Linked DNA regions of Mus musculus: all the other regions are linked to region 3. The links are chromatin contacts, called in public ChIA-PET maps. All regions are on one chromosome and are shown on one strand. Each heading gives the region's core, a stretch centred on a gene start, on an enhancer-like site or on the middle of the called end of the contact. The rest is flanking DNA. Distances are from core to core; before and after follow the strand shown. Region 1 has its middle 64 kb from the start of Gm31869. Region 2 has its middle 16 kb from the start of Gm31869. Region 3 holds the start of Prdx6 (peroxiredoxin 6).

Region 1 (4,494 bases), core at 1,716-4,215, 450 kb after region 3:
GGTCTAGAAACACACCAGTGAAACACAAGATTGGGTCACAATCTCAGACATGCTACTGGATTATTCCACAGGCATTTTTTGTGAAATTTAGAGGCGGGGGGGGGGCGTGGTTTCCTTGCTGTGGTGGAGGAAGAAGGGAGGGAGGGAGGGAGGGAGGAAGGAAGGAAGGAAGGAAGAAAGAAAGAAAGAAAGAAAGAAAGAAAGAAAGAAAGAAAGAAAGAAAGAAAGAAAGAAAGAAAGAGAGAGAGAGAGAGGAAGGAAGGAAGAGAGAGAGAAAGAGAAAGAAAGAAAGAAAGAAAGAAAGAAAGAAAGAAAGAAAGAAAGAAAGAAAGAAAGAAATGCACTGATTTTGTTTTCAAGTGGTATTATCATATGGCTACGTTGATTTCCATCTCTCTAGGATCTTTTGATGACTTTTTTCTTTAGTTGTTTCTACACACAAATTATATATATGTGCATTTCTAAACACATAGATACAACCTACTCAGTCCATATACTGCTATAATTTCAAAGAATTTAAAATTAAAAGAGAAAATACAAAGATCATAAACTTTTTAAAATTACTCAAAGTCAGACACCAAATCAAGTTCTTAGGTGAAGGCAATATATTTGGGAAGCTTTCTCAGTCCTATGAGAAAATTTGGAAAACAGATAAGAAAAGTCAAGGAAGAATGGATCAACACATATGTAACTAAGTGTGTTCAACTGAACCATACTCTCCCTAGACCCTCTGGGAACCTATGAGGAACATAACTGAAGACTTGTCCTCTTGGCTCCTCATAAATACTTTTCTGATAGCTCATCCTTGCTTTGATGAAGAATAAGGCCAGTGTCACTGAGACATGCAGGAAGACTACAGCATTAGTGTCCCCAAGATACAAAATAAATGTCAGCTTTCACAGGAAGCATCAAAAGAAAAGAAGAGGTCTATCAGGTAGACCAGTAGTTCTCAACTTGTGGGTCATAACCTCTTTAGGGTTCCATATCAGATATTTACATTACAATTCGTACCAGTGGCAAAACTACAGTTATAAAGTAGCAACATTGTATTAAAGGGCTACAACATTAGGAAAGTTGAAAACCACTAAGGTAGACAGACAGCATTTCTCTCCCATAATTAATTAGAAAATGGTAGCGAAGAAAGTAATCAGACATTAAGAAGTCATTAATAACCTTGGGTTTCATATATACTTAAAGTACTTTACCATGAAACACTCCTAACTTCTGCTTAAACAGCACAAGAGAAGTGGGCATGGAACTGCACTTCGGGTTTTATAACTGCTTAATTGAGTTGCAGCCTGCTGGCTAGGATATTTTTGTATCATCTTCACAACAATAAGAATTATAGTCCCAATTTTGAGTAAAATGGAAGCAACCACTTTTGAAATTTTAGTGATAGCACCTAGTATCTATACATCAATCATGGAGGTACCTGTACTAATTCTTAAATGAAAAAGTTCTTACTCAACATAAACCCTGGACAATCTTATGAGCCTGAGACAGAATTGAATTCATCTGGAATCCATCATTTTCATTCTGATGGGTACACATGACCTCAGCAGTGACCGTCAAAGAGGCCAGCACTAAGAATCATTCCCCCCAAATATTCCATTTTTAAGAATTATTTACAGATGAAAAACTTTTTCCTGGCCATTGTTAACGATAGGCAACATCATTGAATCTTAATGATTTATTAGGGGTAGTAATAAAGAGATAGAAACACCACAAAATATTGATAACTCCAACCTGAAGTAAAGTTTATGTTCTCCTCATTGGATTATTTCTGTCTTTTAAAGGCTACAATGGCGTCTCATCTTATCTGATTTCTCGCCTCGAAGATTATAGTCAGTCCTCAGTCCCTTCTACAAAGCAATCACAGCCTAAAGACATCCCAACGGGAGGGGGCCTCTGAGAAGACCATGCTTCAGTTAGCATACCGACACACATAACACTGAAGGGTTTTGTTACATGTTGAAAGCTGGCAGGTGCGCATGTTCCTCAGGAGTGGTCAGTTAAGGTCAAATGCATCCTTCTGATTTCCCAGAGTCACTATTTTTTCATCTTACAAAAAGGAAATGAAGGAATCAGGGGAAATAGTATAACAAATCTGTAAGATCCTTCTATATTATGAAGTCTGTCTCTGTCTCTGTCTCTGTCTCTCTGTCTCTCTCTGTCTGTCTCTGTCTCTCTATCTCTGTCTCTCTCTCCCTCTCTCCACCCCCTCTCTCCCTCATGCATAGTGTGTGTGTGTGTGTGTGTGTGTGTGTGTGTGTGTGTGTCTACTGCAGAGAAGTAAGGATTAACCATTATAAGATGGCCACTGAGGGACATCATGGCATCAGTAATACTGAAGTTTCAATCTGGATTTGTCCTCTATCCACACAGGGCTTCCAGAAAAGAGGCATCTTGTGACAGAAATTAAATGTGTGGCAATGAATGAAGAAACAAGAAGAAAACAGTTTACAGAGTCCAAGTCAACCCTTAAGGGGAAAAAAAAATGTACCCTTCAAAACCTTGTCTAAATCTCAGCTTAGCTTGCAGATAAGAGCACATTACCATCAGGTGAGTGAGACACCCCCCCCCCAAGGGCTAGTAGATCTTACATTAAGGCAGCTTCTGCCAGGCAATGCTTATGGCATCTATCTGTTGGGTTTACAATATCCAGATTATAGAAACATACATTTGTGAAGCTCACCATTTGGAAGGAGTCAAGTGCTGTGTGGTCTGCTGTTGCTGGGCCTGGACACAATCCAGCTGGATGCTACTATTGCCTTCTACTCTTCATAGGCAGAGAGCAGGCTCTCTGATTCTCCTCTGCACCACCAAGGCCTCCTCCGTCCCCTTTCCACCGCTGCCATCTTGCTTCTCTGTCTTTACTGTTTATTTCCTTATAGCCTCCTCTGCTCTCCAGATCAGTGTTTACACTCTTCCCTCTGCAGCTATACTAAAGGTACAAAGGACATCTGACAGCATCCTAGGAGTCTTCCCCTCCATTGCCTGGTAACAAACAAACAAACTATAAACAATGTGGTCACGTTTCATTCTAGAGAAACTAGGTCACTTGTGATTTCCAGAAAGATACATGCACAATTCCTCCCCCAAAGAGCTGCAGAGACTTCAATTCAGAGTGTTAGAGAGGAAGCAAAACACATAGGGCTAGCCTGACTTAAATAGAAGAGCTATTTAGTAGAATCTGGGGCTCTAAAAAGAAGTTTGAGAATTAGGAGAGAATAGCTAGGACTTGAATTAGAAAAGAACAAAGGCTTTCTAGACTCAGAACTGTTACATGCCAGAGATCATTTGACCTGGCTGTTTCATGTTTATAGAAGAAAAAACAGAGTTTCGTAGACTAAGGTTACTCAGGGTCATCTCACCATTTGAAGGTTGCCTAGTCTTAATTATTCAAAACAGCACATATTGCGTGGTTTGGGTGTTTTCTTCTGTTCTTTGTTGCTCTCATTTTGCCTTTGTGAATCGCAAGGCTTCTGCACAGAAGAAAGCAAAACTGTGGCTCCCAAGCAGCTAGAAGCTGTATTACCAGACTCTCACTTATTTTGTCCCTAACAACTAGTGTTCATTTTTGACCTAGTCTGAGTCTGACCAGTCTTTATTTTCCATACACATGACCTGCTAATCCTCTCATTTTGGGTTCTCAGTTTAGTGACTCAGAAGTGATGTACATTTCTGTCCTTTCCCTCCTTTCTTGTGCTCATTGGCTCCCTGCTCAATCATTTAGCTCAACACATGATGCCCCAGAAACTCCCATTCTCTGTTTTCAGTTTCTTGTCTCCATTCACTCCATGGGACACCTAGAAACAAGCTGAGTATAGTCCTTACCTCCATCTAGGTTTATAAAAATCCTCAAGGAGAACACAGCTAGAGGGATTTGAGGCTAGCTGGTGATCTGGGTTTTTTGTTTGTTTTTGGTTTTGTGTTTGTTTTTTGTTTTATAATTGCTCTGTTTATGATGCAAGGAATCAAGACCCTTTATAACAAGGACCTCAAGTAACTGTTCTATTACAAGATTGACTCTCAGTGACTTTGACTGCAGAGCCAGTGCAATGCAGTCATACGGAGGTTTGAGTTCTGTACCCTCAGCAATTGGCATTACCCTGAAATGAAACCATCCAGGCTGAGAAAGAGTCTTAGAAGAATCCAGAACCTCCACACATAGCCATCTCTCCAAGGGCAGATGGGGCCATCTGTCTCCTTGACTGTGCCGTCACCATGCCTCACGCTTTTGGGAATCCCCACTTGCCTCTTGTTGATTCTCTTCAGTCCACCTCACTGCCATGGCTCTGTGCCTCCCGCTTTTGGACCCTCCTGAGTCTGTGTCTGTGCCACAGGACCTCCGCTCACCTCGGTCACCACCTAGGCACATGTCCCTTAGAACATCCCCAAATTTACATTCCACCCAGCCACTTCATTCTTCACACAGAGACTTTCCTTTCTCTGTGTCTCTCACGCAGTTATTTCCCTTTCTGCCTACTCTTA
Region 2 (4,147 bases), core at 1,169-3,668, 500 kb after region 3:
CAAATCTGCCTGGCTTCAAAACCTTCCGCTATTAAATGACCTATTTTATGCGAAGCTTCCTGGGGAGCCTAAAGAGAAAAAAAGCCACTTGATCTCAAAAAGGACACTTCAGCTCCCATTTCATCCAGAGTTCTCTTCTGGTGAGCAGAGAGAAAAAGACTAGATTTAATCACCCAGAGCAATCCAGTACCGGGCTGGGGCCAGGATCTGGTTCTGTGGGTGTGGTAGAGGCATTCCAGGTGAAAGGTTAAGAGAAGGTAGGTGCTGAGTCCTGTGTCTTCAGGTCACAGAGATAACTGTTGATATAGTCAGGCTCACTCGCTGCTAAGCCCCTTATGTTAACCCCGAGGGCTTGGGTGATGGCTGCTGATGACTAAGCCCTTAGCCAGGAGGTCTGTGTGAATTTACCTCCACTCCCAGGACTAGGAGCTGGATGAGCCCTCGGAATTGGATTCACAGCAAAATCGGGACCTGAGACACAAAGATGAGTTTGCTGAGGGCTTCTTAGAGGAAACACATGTATTAACTGCTTTATGCCCCGCTGTGTCAAAACACCTGACAAGGACAGCCTAAGGAAAGGAAGATTTGCTTAGCTCATAGTTTGAGGGTCTTTGGGAGAAAGGCCAGGAAGTAGCAGTAGGAGGCAGCTGGCCATATATTATTTATGGGAACCAGATAAAAGTGAACGTTCATGCTTAGTTCTTGTTCCATTTTGTATTCAGTCCCAGACCCCAGTCCAGGGTATTGGGGGCAGGGCGTCAAACATTTAGAGAGAGCTCTTACTTACCATCTCAACTAACCCAAACTAGGTACTTTCTCATAGACATGCCCAGAGGTTTGTCTCCTGGGTCATTCTAGATCCTGCTGAAGTGACAAAATTAGTCATCACAAGACCCTTCTCCCTCCTACCAGAAGGAAAAGACCCCTACCTGTCAGGATATACAGTCCAGGACCGCTGTTACTGCTCTGGGGCCAGGCAACCCCATGACAGAGCCAAAACAAGGATGTGTAGCCAGAGAAAACAAACAAACCAAAAACTGGAGGCCTTGGAAATTCTGGATCAGACAAGGCCTGAAGCTCACTCAGTGTAGTTCAGAATTCTGCTGACTTTTTCTTTAAGCTAGCTGGAGTTAAAGTTTCCATTACTGAGAGTCCTAAGATATCTTGACTGATTTTATACACACACACACACACACACACACACATATATATGCTAACATGAAAATAAATCAATGTTTAGAAAATTTCTTAAGTCAGAGCAATCGTAAAAATAAGGTTTGTCCCAGAAAAATCTGATCCCAAAGTGGTTTTTCTGTTGTTGTTGCTGCTGCTGTTTGTTTCTCACTCGGATCTCTCCTGCCACCACCTCCCAGGCTCTGGAATGTACAGGCATGCACCAGCATAGCCAGGTTCACACCTAAACTATAAACCACAAATGATTACTTTCATATCTTTCCAAAAACAGGAAGCTTCCAGTTCCCTTTGGCTTTAGCGAGTTGATGCATCACCTCTTTCCCCTGGGACTTCTCCTGCTTTCTATGGAAACTCCCTTAAGCATCCTTCTCCACAGATCCATGGAATTGCCAAATGGTACTCTAATGGTTTGGGCTCCTGAGAATAAACTGCTCTGTTAGTTTTCAGATGTGAACTATTAGGATAATTCAAAACCCAACATCGAGTCAGGTGACTTTAGTGCTTGTCTGCTGTGCTTAGCAGCAGTCATTCCTGAAACCCTGGTGACATCACAGAAAATAATTGTCTAGTCACTGACATTGCCCAGCAAGGCAGTCTAAGCAAACAGAATGGCAATGACCTTGTAATGACACTGTTTACAACACGCTTGCCAAGAAGGCGAGGAGGCCATCATCCGGGGACTACTGCATCATCAAAAAAAAACACCTGCTCAGCGCCAACTCAGAGCCACTCCCTCTCCTCTCAAAGTCCACGTGGTAAAGGCTCAAACAGATCCTCCACCCTCCACCATACCCAAGTTGCTCACTGCTCCCGTTTAACTTAGCCAAATCCATTGAACAAGTGTGCCCTTGAGTGGAACTACCAATGCGATTTAATGAGAGAGGAAGGGAGGGATGATGGGAAAGAAGAGGACGAATGGATGGAGCAGAGATGGAGTTGGGAAGAGTTGTCAAATATCCATCAATAAAAACCACCCAAAAAAGGACCAAAAGTGTCTTCTCATGAAGTAAAATTAGCAGAGAAAAGAAATCACTTCTTGGCCACTGAGGGCAGAGTCTCGGGTTCAGTATGCTCACCCCTCACACCCCACTCCACCCCAAGCTTGTTATTCAAGCTCTTTTAAAAAAAAAAATCACAATGACCTTTTGTCTTTCTTCAAAACCGCCTCCACTCCGTGGGCCCCTTCTGTGGCCTCTGCAGCTAATGGAATTTGAAAGGTATACCCCAACAGCTGGGCTTTTGATGTGGGCTGGGCTGGGCTGCTCCGATTTCTTCTTCATGCTTTTCAAGCCAGTTGCAACTATGTTTTTTTTATCAGACTGATTTTCTGTTTGTTCTTCAGGTCTCCCAGGAGAATGGCAAAACATGATAAGTCTCTGCGGCCTTCTTCCATCACGTGACAGAAAATTTCAGATGGAGAGGAGGCGGGAGGATGAGATAGAGGCACCAGTGGAGGAAGAGGCGAGATAACGCTCCAAGTGCCACCACAATAGCTCATACCAAGAGAGGGAGAAGACCTCTGGACTTCAGCTAAAGGTCTGATCAGGAATTTAATCCTCAGATCAGTAACATTCTTTGCAAAGTGGCTTTCGCATGAAGTCCCACACCTACCTGAGGAGGCTGCTGAGGAAGACGTGGTCCCTGCAATGCAACCTCTGCTCCCGCTTGTTGCTGTTGTTTCTAATATAGAGTCTATGAAGTTGGGAGGGAAAAGGATGCGGGAGATGGAGAAGGTAGGGGGAAGAGAAGCAGTAGACTGGACCAGAATTCATTTTATGCCTGTATAAAATCCTCAGACATTAAGAATTTTATCATTTGGACTATGGTCAGGCCAGACCATCTAAAAATAGTTTTTGTGACAAACATCAGAACAGCCTCACCTGTGTCTGCCAGGGGACCTTCTCTACCGGCCTTGTCTCACGTCTGTCCGGAACCCTCCTCTGCTGAGGTCGTTACTGGTTATATTTGAGACCTGTGGCTCAGGCATCAAGGAACCAAGAAACAAAACTTACGCCAACCATTGCTCTACCACAGCTCGCTCCCTTTGACCACTGTAGGACAATTCCCAAGATTAAACTTACTTGGGCAGAATCTCTAGGTTTGGAATAGGGATCTAAAGGTAAACTAATCAGATGCCTCTCGATAGAATTGCTTCTGCAGCATAAATTTTCACTGCTGTCGATGGAACCCACTGCCTTCCTTCCAAAGGAAAATGTTCTGTACACAAAGAATTGGTCGGGAATAATTTCCTTAGGATAGAAAGATGCTTAGCCGTTGAAGGCTGCTCTTCCAGGGGACACAGTTTTGATTGCCCACACCCTCGTGGCCGCTCAGAACTGGCTGTAACTCCAGGTCTAAGTGATCTGGTGGCCTCTTTTGGCAAGTACCAGGCATACACATGGCATATAGTCATGCATGCAGGCAGAACACCCATATACATAAAATAATTTTCTTAATTAAATCATATTTCTCTCTTAAGGTAAATCTGACTGTCTGCAATTTACATCTAGGGGCCTTAGATTGGCTCCTGGGATCATATTGGATGCAAAACTAGACCCTCTTTTGGAAGAGATGCTGTGCTGTGAAGCCCACAGCAGAGCCGAAGGTCAGTAGACAGGGAGACAAGCTCGTTGTTAGCACACAGTCTGATCTGAGAAAACATGGAAGAAGGTCATTGGGGTGATAGACACAAAGACAGCATCATTCTGAAACGGGCGATTCTAACCAGAATCTTTTCTTTAAATCACAATGGTCCCGAGAGAGCCAGGAAAGTGGTGAGTGCCTGCGTTTCATGCTCTCTAGCCGTCTTTGAACTTCTATCAGGGAACACACTTTAATGTGGAGAACCCATGGAAGACAAGAGATTGCAGACGGAGAGATCCAGCTCTGGGCCATTTCAAGAGCTCACTTTGTAGGTGAAAAGAAGACCAAAGAGAAATGCTACAACAGTCAC
Region 3 (4,252 bases), core at 873-3,372:
AACCTACTCAAACCCACTCAAACCCACACGGCTCCCCAAACCTTCAGCTGTTTCTAATTATCAGGGGGTTAAGTAATGCTTAAAGTTCATTTTCCTTTTCTCCTCCAAAGGATCTTTGAGTCTGTCAGGGGCAAACTGACTTGCGATCATCTACAGAACAGAGTTTGGAAACACTAGTCAAATCCCTTGTATTAGAAATGACACACAGGGTGGAAAAGTCCTTCTCGGTTATTGCAGGCGTATCATGACTTATGTTTGTTCATAAATTTACCTCATCTTAAGATGCCACTTCATCTGCTTATTTAGTTGCTATTTAGGGACAAAGCCTCACTAAGTTGGCTTGGCCTTGAAGTTAGGATCTTCCCAACTGTCTCCTCAGCAGCTGGAATAAAACAGTTGCATCCAGATCTAGATCAATAAACAATCCCTAAGATTCCCGCCCCCGACTCTATAGTGTGGCTATCTTCACAGCACACGCGCTTTAGATTCATATTTATCTCTCATCCTTACAGATGAAGCGCTCCAGCAAGCCCTCACATTTCCTGGGGGTGTGGGCTGCAGACAGGAATGGGAAGGAACACTGTGTAAATCGTTGGCAGTCTTGGATAAATATTAACACTAGATTTTGAGTGATGAGTCTGGCTGGCATGCTTATTTTTAGACTTTTCTCCTGCAAGGCCTGAGGGTTCCATTTGCTACTTCTTCTAGTCTACCTTTCTCTTTTAAAAGCTCTGCTTCCCCTTAGTCAGGAGGAGCCAAACTCACCTCAGGAAAGATTCTCTAATGCTTCCTTTCCTGCCTGGTCACGGAGTAGTTTCATAAACTGCTCTGTCCTCACGTACATACATACATACATACATACATACATACATACATACATACATACTAGATACGAAAAGGACACAGACAGACCCAAGAGTTTGTTTATTCAGTGTCATTGGGCACTGAAACTCCAGAACCACAACATAGCCTGACGCGTATGCAAAAAGCGGACTGAAACTAAGCATCTTACAATGTGTGCATTCAGGAGCTGTAAAACTAAGACAAAATCGGTGCATACCTAGCCACTGTGGCCACCACTGTTGTTATCAGCAGCAAGGCCAGGCGCTGATGCAAAGCAGAGGGGGAGGGGACCACTGGGAAACAAAAGAGTCTCCAAGTGGGGAGGCACACGTGTCCTAGCCTTGGAATGGCCTAGAGTGGCAAAATGGTCGCAGCCTTTCCCTCAAAGCATTGCTTCTTCTAGAATCACGGTCACGCCTACAGAGTGTTTCTGGGTGCTCCCAAAGCTGTTACATATAATCTTATTTTTGACCTCTGAAGGAGGCTCTGGACAAAAAGTCTTTTGGCTACTTACTTGGCACCGTAGTTTTGTTTTGTTTTTTAATTCAGAAGTCCGCAAACACTCCCCGAAGTTAAGAGGAACCCAGATAACGTCGGGACAGCCCTTAATTTGTGGCTGTGTGCTCTAACTTTGACCTTAGGCACCCACCTTCCGCAAGGTACAACTTCTAGAGCGGCAGGAGGGCGGGCAGTGCGACCCTGGGCAAGCGTCCCGGGAAATGACCTCAAACACCGAGCAACCCTGCCCCACCTCCCCTGGGCTTTCAGATCGACCCCGACACAAACCCAACACTGTTTACAAAACCAGGTTAAACAGACAACAAACCGTCCTCGGCAAGGACCTCCTTTCCCATGCCAGGCCAGCCACGCTGGGTCAGGGAAGGATCCGCTGATCGGCGTAGGGCCGGGCAGAGGTCGCAGGTCCCCAGCAATGCCCGGTGATGCTCGGCAGGACCCCGGCGGCGGGCACGTGCGGGAACCGGTGAGGGGCTAAGCCAGAGACCCGCCGCGGCCGAGCGCAACCCGGAAAGAAGCGAGGCAGGTAGCTCTGGGGACCCGTCACCTGGCAGGGCAACGCGGTGGCCACTTACGAATCTCCCAGGAAATCGTGGAAGCGGATGCGGCCGATGGTGGTATTGGCCTCAAAGTTGGGGGCTTCGTCCCCGAGAAGCAACCCTCCGGGCATGGCGGCAGTGGTGACGCTGAGAACAAGGAGGCGCAGCCGCAGCAGTGAGCAGCGGGCGGGCTCCTGCGGAGACCTAGATCAGTGCTGGCCGAGTGGGCGGGGCTGGGGCGGGGCTGGGGCGGGGTGGGGCGACCGCGAGTCTGGCGGCTGCGGTTCTTCACGTGGAGCTTGCAGGCAAGGGAGATTCTGGAGCTAAAGAAGGCCACGTGCAATAGGAAGGAAGCGCAAGACCGAGAATTGCGGGGACTTGTAGATCTGGCGGCTCTGCAAAGATGCTCTAGGAGAAGGCGGAATTAGCGCAAATCCTCTGACATTCTCACCCCTGTTGGACTTACAATTTAGAGGTCTTGGGGTATAGCCCTCTTTTACTATGAGCATCTAGTAGTTGGCTGAATGACTGACTACTCAGCCAACCTGGGTTTCAGAAGTTTTTCAGGATGTGGCAAGAACCAGACTTGTGACGTGGGCTAAGTCAGAGGAAGTGGCTTTCTTATTGCAGCAAACATTCTGTACCAATGTCAATAAGAGGGCAATGGAAAGAACCGTTTTTTTTTTTTTTTAAATTTTGCCTCCCCATTCCTGGAGTTCCTTATAAAATGCTCAACACATTATTCCTAAAGTTTAAATATAGGTTTCACAACAGGCTTCTTGAGATCGAGTGTATGCAAGTGAATTCCCACCTGAAGAAATGGGACATTTTGATCCACTGACTTCCTATTTCCTAAGCACAAAGTGGAGAAAGATGCCTGCCCTTATTAGAGACAGATGGCAGACATTCTGCACAGAAACCAGAATCTGTTAGAAGCTCAGCCTGGTGATCGCAAACCAGAAACCCCAACTACTCTGGAGAAAGGAGAAGGACTGTAAATTCTGAGCTACAGAGGAAGTTCAAGGCCAACCTGGGGAACTTAGAGTCTGTCTCAAAATAAAGGGGAATGAGGAAGCAGGTGTGCGGCAGGATGCTTGACTGGAGTGTGGGAGGCCCTAGGTCCAATCGCCAGCGCTAAGGTGTGGTGGAGGACAATGTATTAGAAAGCCCCGAGTCCTAGCTGGAGAAACTAAAGCGAGTTTATGTAAGTTAAGTGAGGCTACCTGGAGGTCAGCTTCAGATTGTGTGGCCCAGCCTGGGGAAGCCTGCAGGACAGTAGACTACTTAGAACATGGCAGGTGCTCTCAGAGTGGTAGCTATTATTAGATGACACAATTCACGCAGTAACTCTCACTTTCCTTATTGCTAGCTAGACACCGTGCGAGGCCTGATGTGAGACATAGTCCCAGCTCTTACAGGAAAAGTGCAGTTATGATATCATGTAAGGTGATATGGACAGGGGAGCTGTGAGTGTTTGTTGTTCGGTGTGAGGAATCCTCTGGAACAGACTCAACGGATTTAAAGGAAAGCGTGTGGCGGTGCTGAGTGCAGCGACCCACTGTACCCTGCGTTTTCATCATGGTGATAAGCCCTGTCTTTGTGTCTGCATGCATACTGGTCTTGCCTGCTTCACAGAGATTACTGCCATGCGTTTTAAAGTTAAGGTAACTTAATCTCTAGCTTGACTCCACCCTTCTGTTTTGAAAGCACGTATCTTCACTTTATTTATTATGTATTTTCACAGTAGGGAAGCAGGGTAGCTTGACCTTAAGGAACTATAAGCAGTGTTGCAAAGATGGGCTAAAAATCAGATACACCACAATAAAGAGACTGGATGCAGACTCAAAGTGGCTGATCTCTATCAAAGGCATAATTACATAGCCACCACTTTAAACTAAGCGAGTATAGTAAGATAAACACCTATTCCAATCTATAGTGCCAGAAGTAGCCTGCTGGTGGTGATTTAGTAACCGTGCTCTAGCCTTGGCAAAAGTTGGAATTCTTTAAAGGTAGAGATTAACATGTCTGTTTGCTTGATTGTTTTTCAAGACAGGATTTCTTTGTGTATCACTGGCTGTTCTGGAATATGATCTGTAAACCGGGCTGGTCTCCAGCTCACAGAGATCTGCCTCCCTGTGTGATCAAAGGTGTGCGCCACTGCCCAGTTGAGATTAACATTTTTGACAACACAGTTTATTTCACAAGACACTTAAATTTCTGTCTTCTGAGAAGTCCACAGATCTAGCATCAGAAGGCTATAGGCCCACTTGGAAACAGTGGTTACAAAATAGCCTTTTCTTTTCATGACTTTTTCTTTTCCTTTATTACTGTTTCTTCATTCTGTTCCTCATATT

Evidence for each region. ChIA-PET counts read pairs in DNA pulled down with a chosen protein or histone mark.
Region 1: a contact with region 3 is called in an RNA polymerase II ChIA-PET map of memory CD8 T cells, with 129 read pairs. The contact joins the enhancer-like site here to the promoter of Prdx6 in region 3. A contact is called at or near these places in 8 of 39 promoter capture datasets (the 3T3-L1 cell line, the HPC-7 cell line, cranial neural crest and 5 more), 2 of 484 Hi-C or Micro-C datasets (B cells and bone marrow-derived macrophages), 25 of 115 datasets of contacts at active chromatin or transcription factors (CD8 T cells, DN3 thymocytes, T-cell acute lymphoblastic leukemia and 19 more) and 3 of 9 other capture datasets (adipose tissue, embryonic stem cells and liver).
Region 2: an RNA polymerase II ChIA-PET map of memory CD8 T cells shows a contact between it and region 3, with 6 times the contacts expected there. The contact joins the enhancer-like site here to the promoter of Prdx6 in region 3. A contact is called at or near these places in 8 of 39 promoter capture datasets (the 3T3-L1 cell line, 3T3-L1-derived adipocytes, the C10 cell line and 4 more), 5 of 484 Hi-C or Micro-C datasets (B cells, CD4 T cells, CD8 central memory T cells and 2 more), 18 of 115 datasets of contacts at active chromatin or transcription factors (T-cell acute lymphoblastic leukemia, bone marrow-derived macrophages, craniofacial prominence and 10 more) and 1 of 9 other capture datasets (liver).

What each region holds. Positions count from the first base shown.
Region 1 is chr1:161,701,721-161,706,214 of GRCm38.p6, forward strand. No RefSeq gene overlaps it. Among named protein-coding and RNA genes, the nearest start is that of Gm31869, 64 kb to the right of the region's middle. Within about 2 kb of position 2,966, at least 29 of the 459 cell types and tissues checked have an H3K27ac peak or open chromatin away from gene starts, as enhancers often do. A contact at or near this core is called in CD8 T cells, effector CD8 T cells, memory CD8 T cells and 2 more, where this site is marked.
Region 2 is chr1:161,748,988-161,753,134 of GRCm38.p6, forward strand. No RefSeq gene overlaps it. Among named protein-coding and RNA genes, the nearest start is that of Gm31869, 16 kb to the right of the region's middle. Within about 2 kb of position 2,419, at least 29 of the 459 cell types and tissues checked have an H3K27ac peak or open chromatin away from gene starts, as enhancers often do. A contact at or near this core is called in CD8 central memory T cells, effector CD8 T cells, memory CD8 T cells and 1 more, where this site is marked.
Region 3 is chr1:161,249,088-161,253,339 of GRCm38.p6, forward strand. Prdx6 (peroxiredoxin 6) reads right to left here and starts at 2,123. Exons shown (of 5, transcript NM_007453.4): 1 at 1,935-2,123. The coding sequence starts at 2,029.